2 separate regions of the Hordeum vulgare genome follow, and region 1 is linked to region 2. The links are chromatin contacts, called in public Hi-C maps. All regions are on one chromosome and are shown on one strand. The core of a region is the stretch at or near the end of the contact, and the rest is flanking DNA. Distances in the headings are between cores, read along the strand shown.

The links. A called contact is a pair of places that touch in the nucleus more often than the background predicts.
Region 1: a contact with region 2 is called in a Hi-C map of leaf, with 2.3 times the contacts expected there. The contact joins two enhancer-like sites. A contact is called at or near these places in 3 of 6 Hi-C or Micro-C datasets (leaf and seedling).

What each region holds. Positions count from the first base shown.
Region 1 is chr5H:447,956,946-447,962,294 of MorexV3_pseudomolecules_assembly, reverse strand. It overlaps LOC123398604 (a long non-coding RNA gene), which reads left to right. Exons shown (of 8, transcript XR_006610211.1): 6 at 1-208; 7 at 428-677; 8 at 833-998. Among protein-coding and RNA genes, the nearest start is that of LOC123398604, 6.2 kb to the left of the region's middle. Within about 2 kb of position 2,469, at least 1 of the 3 cell types and tissues checked has open chromatin away from gene starts, as enhancers often do. A contact at or near this core is called in leaf, where this site is marked.
Region 2 is chr5H:447,908,786-447,914,485 of MorexV3_pseudomolecules_assembly, reverse strand. No RefSeq gene overlaps it. Among protein-coding and RNA genes, the nearest start is that of LOC123398604, 54 kb to the left of the region's middle. Within about 2 kb of position 4,050, at least 3 of the 3 cell types and tissues checked have open chromatin away from gene starts, as enhancers often do. A contact at or near this core is called in leaf, where this site is marked.

The DNA of each region.
Region 1 (5,349 bases), core at 1,220-3,719, 49 kb before region 2:
GCGTGATGACCTTGGACCCCACTCAAACAGGGACCATTCATAGCCTACATGTAATAGCATTTTTGGGCTGCACGGCAATGTCTGAATGCTTCTGGTACGTTTAGGTATTCAACCAAGTAGACTGACTGTCATCACTTGTTTAAGCCATCTTTGGTTTCAGGACATCCTATACCGTTATCCTTCCATACCGAGACACTAACCCGTAAGGGTAAGTACATAGTTGCGTGCTTGGTTAAAAGATATTTTTTTTTCACCTTTGCGTCGATTGCATGATTGTGATCCCTTCTCTTGCTGCATATGATTGGCCTTTTAGCTTTTCCCCTATCACACTCGGCCAATTGTTGTTTAGGAGTCTAAATCAATATAGAAATCCATGTCCAAACATTATGGCACATGCTGAAACAGTAAAGGAAATCTACTTGCACAGGGATGGGGTAGAGCAACAGGTGCCTGGTGGGCAGAGAATGAGCAAAGGAAATCAACACCCTGCCTTGTTAGATATCTAGGCTGGCATGCAACGCTGATGATATCCTTTCGATCGCAGTCGCAGGGGCCTACTCCTTTGGGATTCTTAAGATTCAAGTATCCTTAACTGGTCACCCCAATTATTTGAAACCAAGAAAAGGAGAGGAAAAGAGCACACAACACACACCCAGAGAACGAGGTAGGGCAGAAAGGTAGGACTCTCAGTCTCATCTAAGGTTTGCCTTAATGGCCCAAGAATTGCCCACCCCTGCTAATGTGAGGTGGAAATTTGCTGGACCATCAATTGAGCCAGCCCAATTAGGTCTCCACATGCATGAGTGGGTGATCATGTGTCGAGTTTATGCAGGTTAGCATGCACTTTGTCCGTCGGAAACGATGTATCACTAGGCCAAGGACGCCGGGGAAGGAAGTTGTCTATAAATATGCGGTGCGATGGATAGGGGTTGGTTTGTGCTGGAACTGGAAGCAAGGTAGCTGGGAGCATAGTGGAAGAAGAGAGGGCAAGAGAGAGGCCACCTCGTGATGAAGAGGCTGGTGGTCCTGAGGAGGTGCGAGCCGATCGTGCGGTTCAGCTGCTGCGGCGTGCGGTACGGCGAGTGCCGCCGCAACCACGCCGCCAGCACGGGGGGCTATGCCGTGGACGGTTGCCGGGAGTTCATCGCCGAGGGTGAGGAGGGCACCTTCGGCGCGCTCAAGTGCTCAGCCTGCGGCTGCCATCGCAGCTTCCACCACAGGGTGCAGGTCTACGAGGTTGCATGGGACTGCGAGTCCGACACATCGTCGTCCTCGTCTTCTTCTTCAAGCAGCGACTAGGCTGCTGCCGCTGCCGTCCTCCTCCATCGTCAAGCTGCTGCTGCCGTTGCATCATGTCTGCTCTAGGGCCCCTATGATTAATTGTTAGCAATCCTGTATTTGAAATGCTTAATAACTCAAAGTGAGCATCTCTAGTCTACTCCCCGGTGTCTTGGTTGTTCCCTCCTCCTGATTGTAATCCATGCAAGCTCATGTTATCTATCTATGCATCTACATATTGCTTCTCTGAATCTGTCAATGGCCACTGATCATGTCAACTGCTGTGGCTCCAAACTTTTTCCCATCGATATATACTGCACCTGGCTATAAACAGTTTCCGTGGGATCTGTCTTCTTAATCCACAGTGGCATTTGGCCGGCCACCACCGGGTGTCTTCCTTTTTGTCAGCTCATTGCCCGGATTTGTGTCATCTGAACTTGCAGAGACATACCTATTCTACAAATCCAAGACTTTGCACCATCCAAGCAAGCTCTAGTTCATGTCAATATGTCATGCACACAGCATAGGTACTACTCCCTCCGTTCCTAAATATAAGTCTTTTTAGAGGTTTCATTAGTGGACTTCATACGGATGTATATAGACATATTTTAGAGTATAGATTCATTCATTTTGTTTCGTATGTAGACCCCTAGTGAAATCTCTTAAAAGACTTATATTTAGGAATGTAGGGAGTAATACTGTAGTAGCTAACTCCATTTCACATGCATGCTTCCTCTGCTTAATTGCTTCCTCAGTGGCTGAAATGTTCTAGATCGTGTAGTCTGCACGCCTCCGACCTGAAAGAGTTACATTTTCGTGGGCTTGATTTTGGAGCCAATTAAATGGAGATGATCAAATCACTGGGGGGGGAGTAGCCTGGTCGACACGAATGTTTATTTTGGACATTTATGTGGAAGGAAAAGTTAGATGCGTGGGCTGCTTGGACCTGCCTGCCTCGACAGCAGCATAAAAAGGGCAGCACGACAGCAATTATAGCAGTAATTCGCAGAGATACACACTATGAATAGCTCTAGCCCAGCCAGCCAGCCTTTTCCTTTTCATCTTCCTCTCCTTTTCCCTGGAACCGCTTTCGTGTCCCGTTCCATCCGGCCTTTTGGTCACTCGTGCGACAACTGTTTGTGTTTGGGAGAGCCGGTGACCCCCGGCCGGCTCTTGTCACAGGTCGCCATTGTCGTCGTGTTCCTCGGATCCAGCCTCCGCCATGCACCCGCTTCATCGTAAGTTCATAGCCTTGCGTATCTGCGCTGATAGTTTTGACAGCGAGGAATGGCACTGGCAGCGTGTGGGCAGGCGGGAGGCGGCAACGGACAGGACAAGGGTAAACGAACTTTAAAGGCCACGATAACGGCCAGGCGCGAACCAACAGCACGGCTGCAGAATGCAGACAGTGACGGACGGACGGACGGATGAAGCCCTCTTTGTTTGCATGCATGTATGGTACTAATACTACACGTATGTGGGTACAAATTGTGTGACGTTGATCTGCAAAGTTTCGAATTCAAATGTTCTTTTATTTGGAAGAACTAGCAAATATGCCCGTACGTTGCAACGGGAGACAAAAATATTACGTTATAGCCAAATAAGTATAATATAACTCAATACCTCGACATATGAGCATCCTCTATTTTTTTATTTAACACGGTGTCCCATCATGTTGCCACCTATCTTTTCTCCCATCCTCATTAATGATGGTCATGATGTTCCTGTGATCAAATTTTGTTGATTGATGTTTACTTATCTTTTTTTTTTTCTGAAATGCATGGACAACCTTTTGCACAGTCTATGAACTTTTTAAAATTGGGGAATAATTTTTGAAATTCGTGATTTTTTTAGTTTTTCTCAATGTTGTTTTTTATTACATAGACATTTTCTTCGAATTCATGGATATGTTTTGAATAAATGATCATTATAGAAATCATGAACATTCTATACTTGTTGAATATATTTTTCAAAATTATGAATCATTTTATAATATGTGAACAATTTTTAAAGTTCATCATTTTTTTTAAAACCGTGCATGTTTTATTATTTCCCAAACCTATGTTTCAGTTCCCAAACATTCTATGGTTTCATGAACATTTTTTTTCAGAACTAAAAATATGAAATTTTGTGAAATCATGAATTAATTTAAATAAGAAAAAAATGAATTAATAAAACATGGGCTGGCCCATGAACTTGTGTTTGCTGCTATCAAAAGAGAAAATCAGTGTTCATGTGATCAAGTTTTGTCAATTGATGTAAACTTATCTTTTTTCTAAAATGCATGGATAGTTTTTTTCACTCAGTGAACATTTTTAGAATCGATGGACCTTTTTGTAAATGGGGAAGAAATTTGGAAATTCGTATTTTTATAGTTTTTCTCAACATTTAAAAAAAATCATAGACATTTTGTAAATTATTTAATAATATGCGAACAGTTTTTTAAAACCATCAACATTTTATGAATCCGTGAACATTTTCTGATTTTTAAGCCTTTTTTTAAATTTTCCAAACATTCTTTGATTTCATGAAGATTTTTTTCAAAAAAAAAATGGAATTCAGAAAATTACAAACTAATTTAAAGAATAAAAATATTGAAATAATAAAACATGGGCTGGTCCATGAACCCATGTTGCTATAAAAAGACAAAGAATAGGGGATGATAAAAGATGCATCCCAGGATCGAACCTGGGTCATCCCCGTGGAAGACACGCGCTCTGGCCACCAAGCAACGCCCGTGCTCGTGATTCTTCTAGTTCTCAGATATTAATAACCGCAGGTGACGGCCGCTTTGACAGAAAAAATCAAAACCGCTTTTTCACTTATGGATGGCATAGTGGGTAATTTAAGCCAACTTCAGGGGCAATTTTAATGACGTACGACCAGAAACACTATTTGCTTTATTATTAGGTAGAGAAGAAAAAGGCGATGTTTTTTTCTACATGAACTTTGATGCAAGAATGGACTGTGTTGTGTCCTTGACAACACTACCTCCTTCGAGGCGTCATCTTGGAGGCCCAAACGATGGCTCATGATGCTACGTATGGTTCATGATGGTGTGTTTGGTGGTGGTGATGAGGTCAGTTTGGGGCTGACGGTGGTGTGTTCATTTTCATGTGCGTCTCTTTGGCTGTCCTTCGCATGGTTTCCGTCCTGCATGCTCAAGACCCTGGTTGCCGTTGTGGTGAGCCTCGGGCTCTTGATGTTGTCTCAGTTTACCTTTGCTCATGATGGCGCAATGATGCCTTCCCAACCCGCTAATTGTTTTGATCTTTTATGGCGGATCTTCCATTCGCAAACCGTTAAGGTTTGACAGTCGTTGATTATGGATGATCCTCTGTCGTGTCGTGGGGCTCAGTATGCACGTCGGGCGGTGCGTTAAGTTGTTTGTCGAGTCTTGGTATTGTGGTCCCTCGTGTCAACATCCCATCTACTTGGATCCTCTCGTGGTGTTGGTCTTTCTGCCTGCTAGCTAGGTCATGCCTTTTCCTAGACATCAATTTTTTTCTCATTTCCTGTGAACTTGTTATAGTACGATTTTTGACCCGGTTTTCCTCATAATCATTTTTTTATGTTTTTATTTGATTTCTCTTATAAACTGGACCAGCCAAAGCTTAAGGGGTGATTCTTGACTTTGACAGCTTTATGAGCAATATATTTAAGTGGGGAGGGATCACGTCCCTCCGACGACTTAAGAAAAATGGACGATGACGACTTAAGAAAAATGGACGATGAGGATAGAGGGTACACTGGTATGTGGATACAACCAGAACTTTCCCTTTCTTTGAAACGCGGAACAAACACCAACTTGTTTGGGACCGTACACTACACACATGATTTGTGTTGATTACATAACAAATGCAGATGCTTACCTACACGCATGCTTTGCATATCGGATTTGCTAAAATACATGTTCATGTAGGCCTTGCGAGATCAAGGACTGGTGCGACTGTTTGTCGATACTCTGGTGGGAATTACCTTGGTTCGTCGACTCTGGTAATTCATGGTGTTTAGGACATTGCAACTCTCGAAGTGATTGTCGCTTGCAGATGATTTCCTCGTTCATGATAT
Region 2 (5,700 bases), core at 2,801-5,300:
GCAAGTAACATACCGAAGGACAAAGGGAACAACATACATGATTAATTGAATCCTTGACATAGAGGTTCAACCGATGAAGATCTTCGTAGAATTTGGGAGCCAATATGGGCATACAGGTCCCGCTATTGGTTATTGACTGGAGAGTGTCTCAGGTCATGTCTGCATAGTTCTCGAACCCGAGGGTCTGCATACTTAAGGTTCTGTGACGTTTCGTTATAGTTGAATTATTGATGTTGGTAACCGGAGGTTGTTTGGAGTCATGAATGAGATCCCGGACGTCACGAGAGTTTCCGGAATGGTCTGGAGACAAAGATTGATATATACGAAGTATCCATTTGGCTTCCAGAAGGTTTTCGGGCATTACCGGTAAAGTACCGGGAGTGACGAATGGGTTTCGGAGTTCTACTGAGAGGGGCCACCCACCCGGGAGAGAACCAAAGAGACCCAAGGGTGGCGCACCAGCCCTTAGTGGGTTGGTGGCCATCCCAAGGAAGCCTATTTCGGCCAAGGGAGAAAAAGGAAAGGAGGGTGTGCCAAAACCGAATTGGAAAGGAGGACTCCTTCCAAGTTGTGTTGGAGGAGGAGGAGGACTCCACCTCTTGGCTCGGCCGAACCCTAGTGCCTTGCCCTAGGGCACCACCCCTCCCCTCCCTCCTATATATAGTGGAGGTGAGAGAGGCTTTTGGCACCTCAAGCCAAGGCACAACCCTCCCTCCCTCCACCACTTTGTGACACTCCGTAGCTAGTTCGGTACGGTAGGGCGAAGCCTTGCCGGAGTAGCTCCACCACCATCACTGCCACGCCGTCGTGCCGTCAGAGAATTTAGCTACCTCTTCGTCTCTCTTGCTGGATCAATAAGGCGGAGATCGTCATCGAGCTGCACGTGTGCTGAATGCGGAGGTGCCGTCCGTTCGGCACTAGATCGGGATGGGTCGTGATGGGATCGCGAGACGGTTCGTGATGAGATCGCGGGACGGACTGCGATTTGAATCGCGGAGATGTTCGACTACATCAACCACGCTATATACTCTTTCGCTTAGAGATCTACAAGGGTATGTGGATCCGAACTTTCCTCTCGTAGATGACCATCACTATGGATAGGTATTGTGTGTGCGTAGGAATTTTTTTGTTTTCCATGCAACATTCCCCAACAGCTAATCCCAGGTTCTTGACCGGGATCACATCCTAACGATCGTTGTGAAGAAGAAATCCAAATAGAATGTACATTAATCTCACGCTAGAGCATAACTTTATTTGTACCCGCATGTGGCACTGTTGTGGTATCCATGGATCATTGAGACTCTGCAATAACATTAACAAAGATATCAAGACTAACAATACTTAATGAGTTGGAATGTGGTGAAATGGTGAGGTTGTAGCAAACACTAAGCATTTCTAACCATATGGTCCTACAGGTACTAGAACAAGATAATAGCACAACTAGAATGATCAATAAGTGATGTTGAACGCCAATCTAAGAACCACTCATAACCCCATAGTGTCCTCTTCTTGATCCCAAACTCATAAGAAAAGACAATCACACTACACATAGCATGACAAGTTTTAGTTATTAGTTGTAGTTTTCTACAATCGGATGTTATAAATTTTCAAATCGTCCTTAATCGCGGACATGACCTTCATATTTTTTCTTGCTTCCGCTAGAAGCACATATATGCTTCTTATGGAGGAACAAATTTTCAATTGTGCTTTCTTGGAAAGAGAAGAAGTGTGTGTGGTGGGGGGTGCTTCCGGCTCCGGGTTTTTCTTGTGCATTTTTTATTTTGTTTCTCGGGTAGTGAAACTCTACCGATCCTATTCTCGCGAGTGTGCGTCTAAAAAAGGGGACATCCTCATTTGAATTTCTTTCTTTCTATTTTAGTTTTTTATTTTGTTTCTTCTTTAAAATAATTCAAGATTTCAATAAAAGTACCAAAATTCCAAATAATTGGGAATTTTCAAACAAAATGTCCTAGAAATCATAAAATGTGTGAGAATTCAAAACAATGTTCATGTTTTTTAGAAGGTATTCGAGAAATCATACAAGTTCATGGATTGAACAAAGTGTTCATGGTTTTCAAAAAATTGTTCGCATATTCAAAAAATGTTCATAATTTTAAAAAAAAGTACAAACATCAAAAAATATTAATGGATTTTAAAAACAGTTCCACAAAATAAAAAAGAGTTTGTGAGATTCAAAAATTGGTACAAAATTAAAAAAAACTCCATCATATCATAAGAAGTTAATCCATTTCAAAATGGTCTTTGTCAAAAACATAATAAATATTCATTAACTGCAAAAAGTATTCCCAAATTTCAAAATTGTTCGTTATTCAAAAAATGTTCACGATTTGAAGAAATGTTCAGGAATTTATATAAAAATTGAACACTGTTCATGATTTCAAGATATGTTCCAATGTGAAAATATGTTCGAAACAATGAAGAATATAAATAAAGAAGAAAGAAATAGTAATAATAAATAAGGAAAACAGAAAATAAAAGAAATTTAAAATATATTTTAAAAACCAAAGAAAAAAAGGGAAACCCGGAAGAGAAGATCAAGATAAAATGAAGACACGGTTCAGGAAAAGTTGTAGAACTGTTTCCCAAAATGATGAGGAAGAAACCCAAATCGGGCCAGCGCAAACAGAGGATTGGGCGCTCATGGGGGTACGCACACTAACATCCCTGATTTAGTCCTGATTTGAAGATGAATAGTGTATTATTTCGGAAAAGTACATGTATTATTATAATTTAGCCCCTATTATCAAAAATTTGAGTCATTTGGCCCGCTTGATCTTTAATTCCTGGCTTCGCCACTCGGCGAGCGTTCCTTCGGAAGCCTCCGAATGATCACTTCTACGTGCTGCCCCATCCGTCATCACGGGTCGCGTTGTCATGTCTCGCGTTCTGAGTGTTCTTTTTAGAAAAAAATTCATGTGTTTTCAGCTTCTTAGGTGGGGTTTATTCTGGGTGTTTTCGGGGGTTTGATTTTTCATCGGTCTTTCTTAGGTTTTGGACGAATTTCAAAAAATTGCATGAAAAAACATGTTTTTTTATTCTTTCCTAAAAAGCAAGGTTTTTCTTACACGGCATGGATTTGCTTCCGCGAGAGGCACGGCCGTTCCTTTCGAAAAGAAAAAAAATGTGTTTTATTTTTTTCTTCCTCGAGAGGTACAGTTTTACTTTCGTGAGAGGTACAGATTATTTTTGCGAGAGGCACGGCCGTGTCTTTCAAAAACAAAAAAATAACAAAAAAAATATGTGTTTTTTGTTTTTTTTCGCGAGAGGTGCGATTTTGCTTCCGTGAGAGGCACGGTCGTAAAACTCGAAAACAAAAAAAAATATTTTCTGTTTTTTTATTTCACGAGAGACATGGACGTGCCTCTCGGAAACGGGAGCTACGACTGTGCCTCTCGAAAACGGAAAAAAACATGCTTTTTTTGCGAGAGGCACGGTTTTGCTTCTGCGAGAGGAACAGATTTGCTTTCGTGAGAGGCACGGTCGTGCCTCTAGGAAATGGAAATCTTTCGCGACAGCCACGGTTTTTCGGTCGGTTTTTTCATCCAGTTTTTTGTTGAAAAAATAAATCATAAAAACCTATTAACATGGGATCTAGCTTTAAAGATCTCAGCGTAGGGAGTCCAAAGATGAAAACAGTTCAAGATTTGAAAGCACGGCTTAAGAGATAAAACATTTTGAAAATAAAGGATCTAATAAAAAAAGAGAATACTCGCAGATTGAGACAAGTTATAGACATGCAATGCGTCACGTGTCGCAACCTGAAAAGATGTTAATGATCTTTGAGAGGTATACTCTTCAATTAGTGATTTTGTCTTTGGTTTGGGGTTTTGTTTTGGGATTGTCTTTTGTTAGTTGTCTTTTTTGAGACAATTTTGTTAGTTGTTAAGGCTAACATGCTAGCTCAACGAACATCCCTCACTGTTTTCATAAATGGAAAAGGAAAGCCCAACGTGGGAGTTAGTGACTATGGGCGGATCGTGTAAGTCGTGCGTAACGTGTCCCATGTCGACCAGACATGTACCTCGGGAGCTCCTACATGCCGCTCAATGCGGCAGAGAGCCCATGCATCGCACAGCGGGGCGCCCGGTTGGGCCGGCCCAGTTACGTTTCTTTTTTGTTCTTTTTTCTTTTCTTTTATTATGTGAAGAAAACACATTTTCTAAATTTGAAGAACAATTAAAAATGGTGAACAAATTTGGAAGCACGGATAATTTTAAAACACGAATAGTTTTTGAATCTTGATAACAAAATTTTGAAAACAAGAATAATTTAGAAAAACTCCAAACAAATTTGAAAGCGGGAACAACTTTTTATGCACAAACATTTTTTGAATTTTGAGCACAAATTTCGAAACCAAGAACAATTTTCAAAAAATGTGTACAATTTTGAAAACACGGACAATTTTACAAAACACGAACATCTTTTGAATCTTGAGATCAAAATTTTGAAAAGGAGAACAATTTTAAAAAAATCCAAACAAAATTTTAAATCACGATCATTTTTTGAATTTTGAGAACAAATTTTGAAACCATGAACAATTTTCAAAAAATGTGAACAAATTTGAAAACGCAGACAATTTTATAAAACACGAACATCTTTTGAATCTTGAGATCAAAATTTTGAAAAGGAGAACAATTTTGAAAAACTCCAAACAAAATTTTAAAGCACGATCATTTTTTGAATTTTGAGAACAAATTTTGAAACCATGAACAAATTTAAAAAAAGTGAGAAAATTTGGAAGCGCGAATAATTTTTCAAGGCATAAACATTTTTTGAATCTTGAGGACAAAATTTTGAAAAGGAGAACAATTTTTTAAAACCCCGAACATTTTTTAAAACGTGAACAAAATTTTAAAGCACGAAGATTTTCTGAATTTTGAGAACAAATTTTGAAACCAAGAGCATTTTTAAAAAACCTGAACAAATTTGGAAGCGTGAACAAATTGTTTCAGCATGAACATTTTTTGAATCTTGGGAACAAAATTTAGATAAGGAGAACAATTTTGAAAAACTTGAAACAAATTTGAAGCGCGAACACAATTTTCAAACGTGAATATTATTTGAGTTTTGAAAACAAAATTTCAAACCGAGAACAATTTTAAAAAACATGAACAGATTTGAAAGCACGAAAAAAATAAAGAACGAACATTTTATGAATTTTGAGAACAAATTTTGAAACTAAGACCAAATTTTAGAAACCCCAAAAAAATTTGGAAGCACGAACAGTTTTTGAATCTTAAGAAAGTTTTTTGAAACTGAAAACAAATTTGAGTTTGAGAAACTAATTTTGAAACCGAAAACATTTTCTGAAAAATACAGAACATTTTTTGAAGTCAAGAAGATTTTTTTGAAAATTCATTTTTTCTAAATTAAAACATTTTTTGAAACAGAAACCGAAAAAAGGAAAAGAAAAAAATAAATAAAAATGAAAAAGAAATAAACCGGTTCAGAAAACCCTTTAGGCCTTGTTCGGTTCCATAGATTTTCAAGGGGTTTGAAGGGGATTGGAAGGGATTAAATCCCCAACAAGTCAAAATCCACCTCAAACCCTTTCAATCCCCTTCAACCCCCTTGTGGTGGGGATTAACCGAACAAGCCCTTAGAAGTTTTCCAAAATTGAAAAAAATTATCTGAAAACCTCTAGAAGGAACTGCAACCCCTGCTAAGCGATCCCTCTCC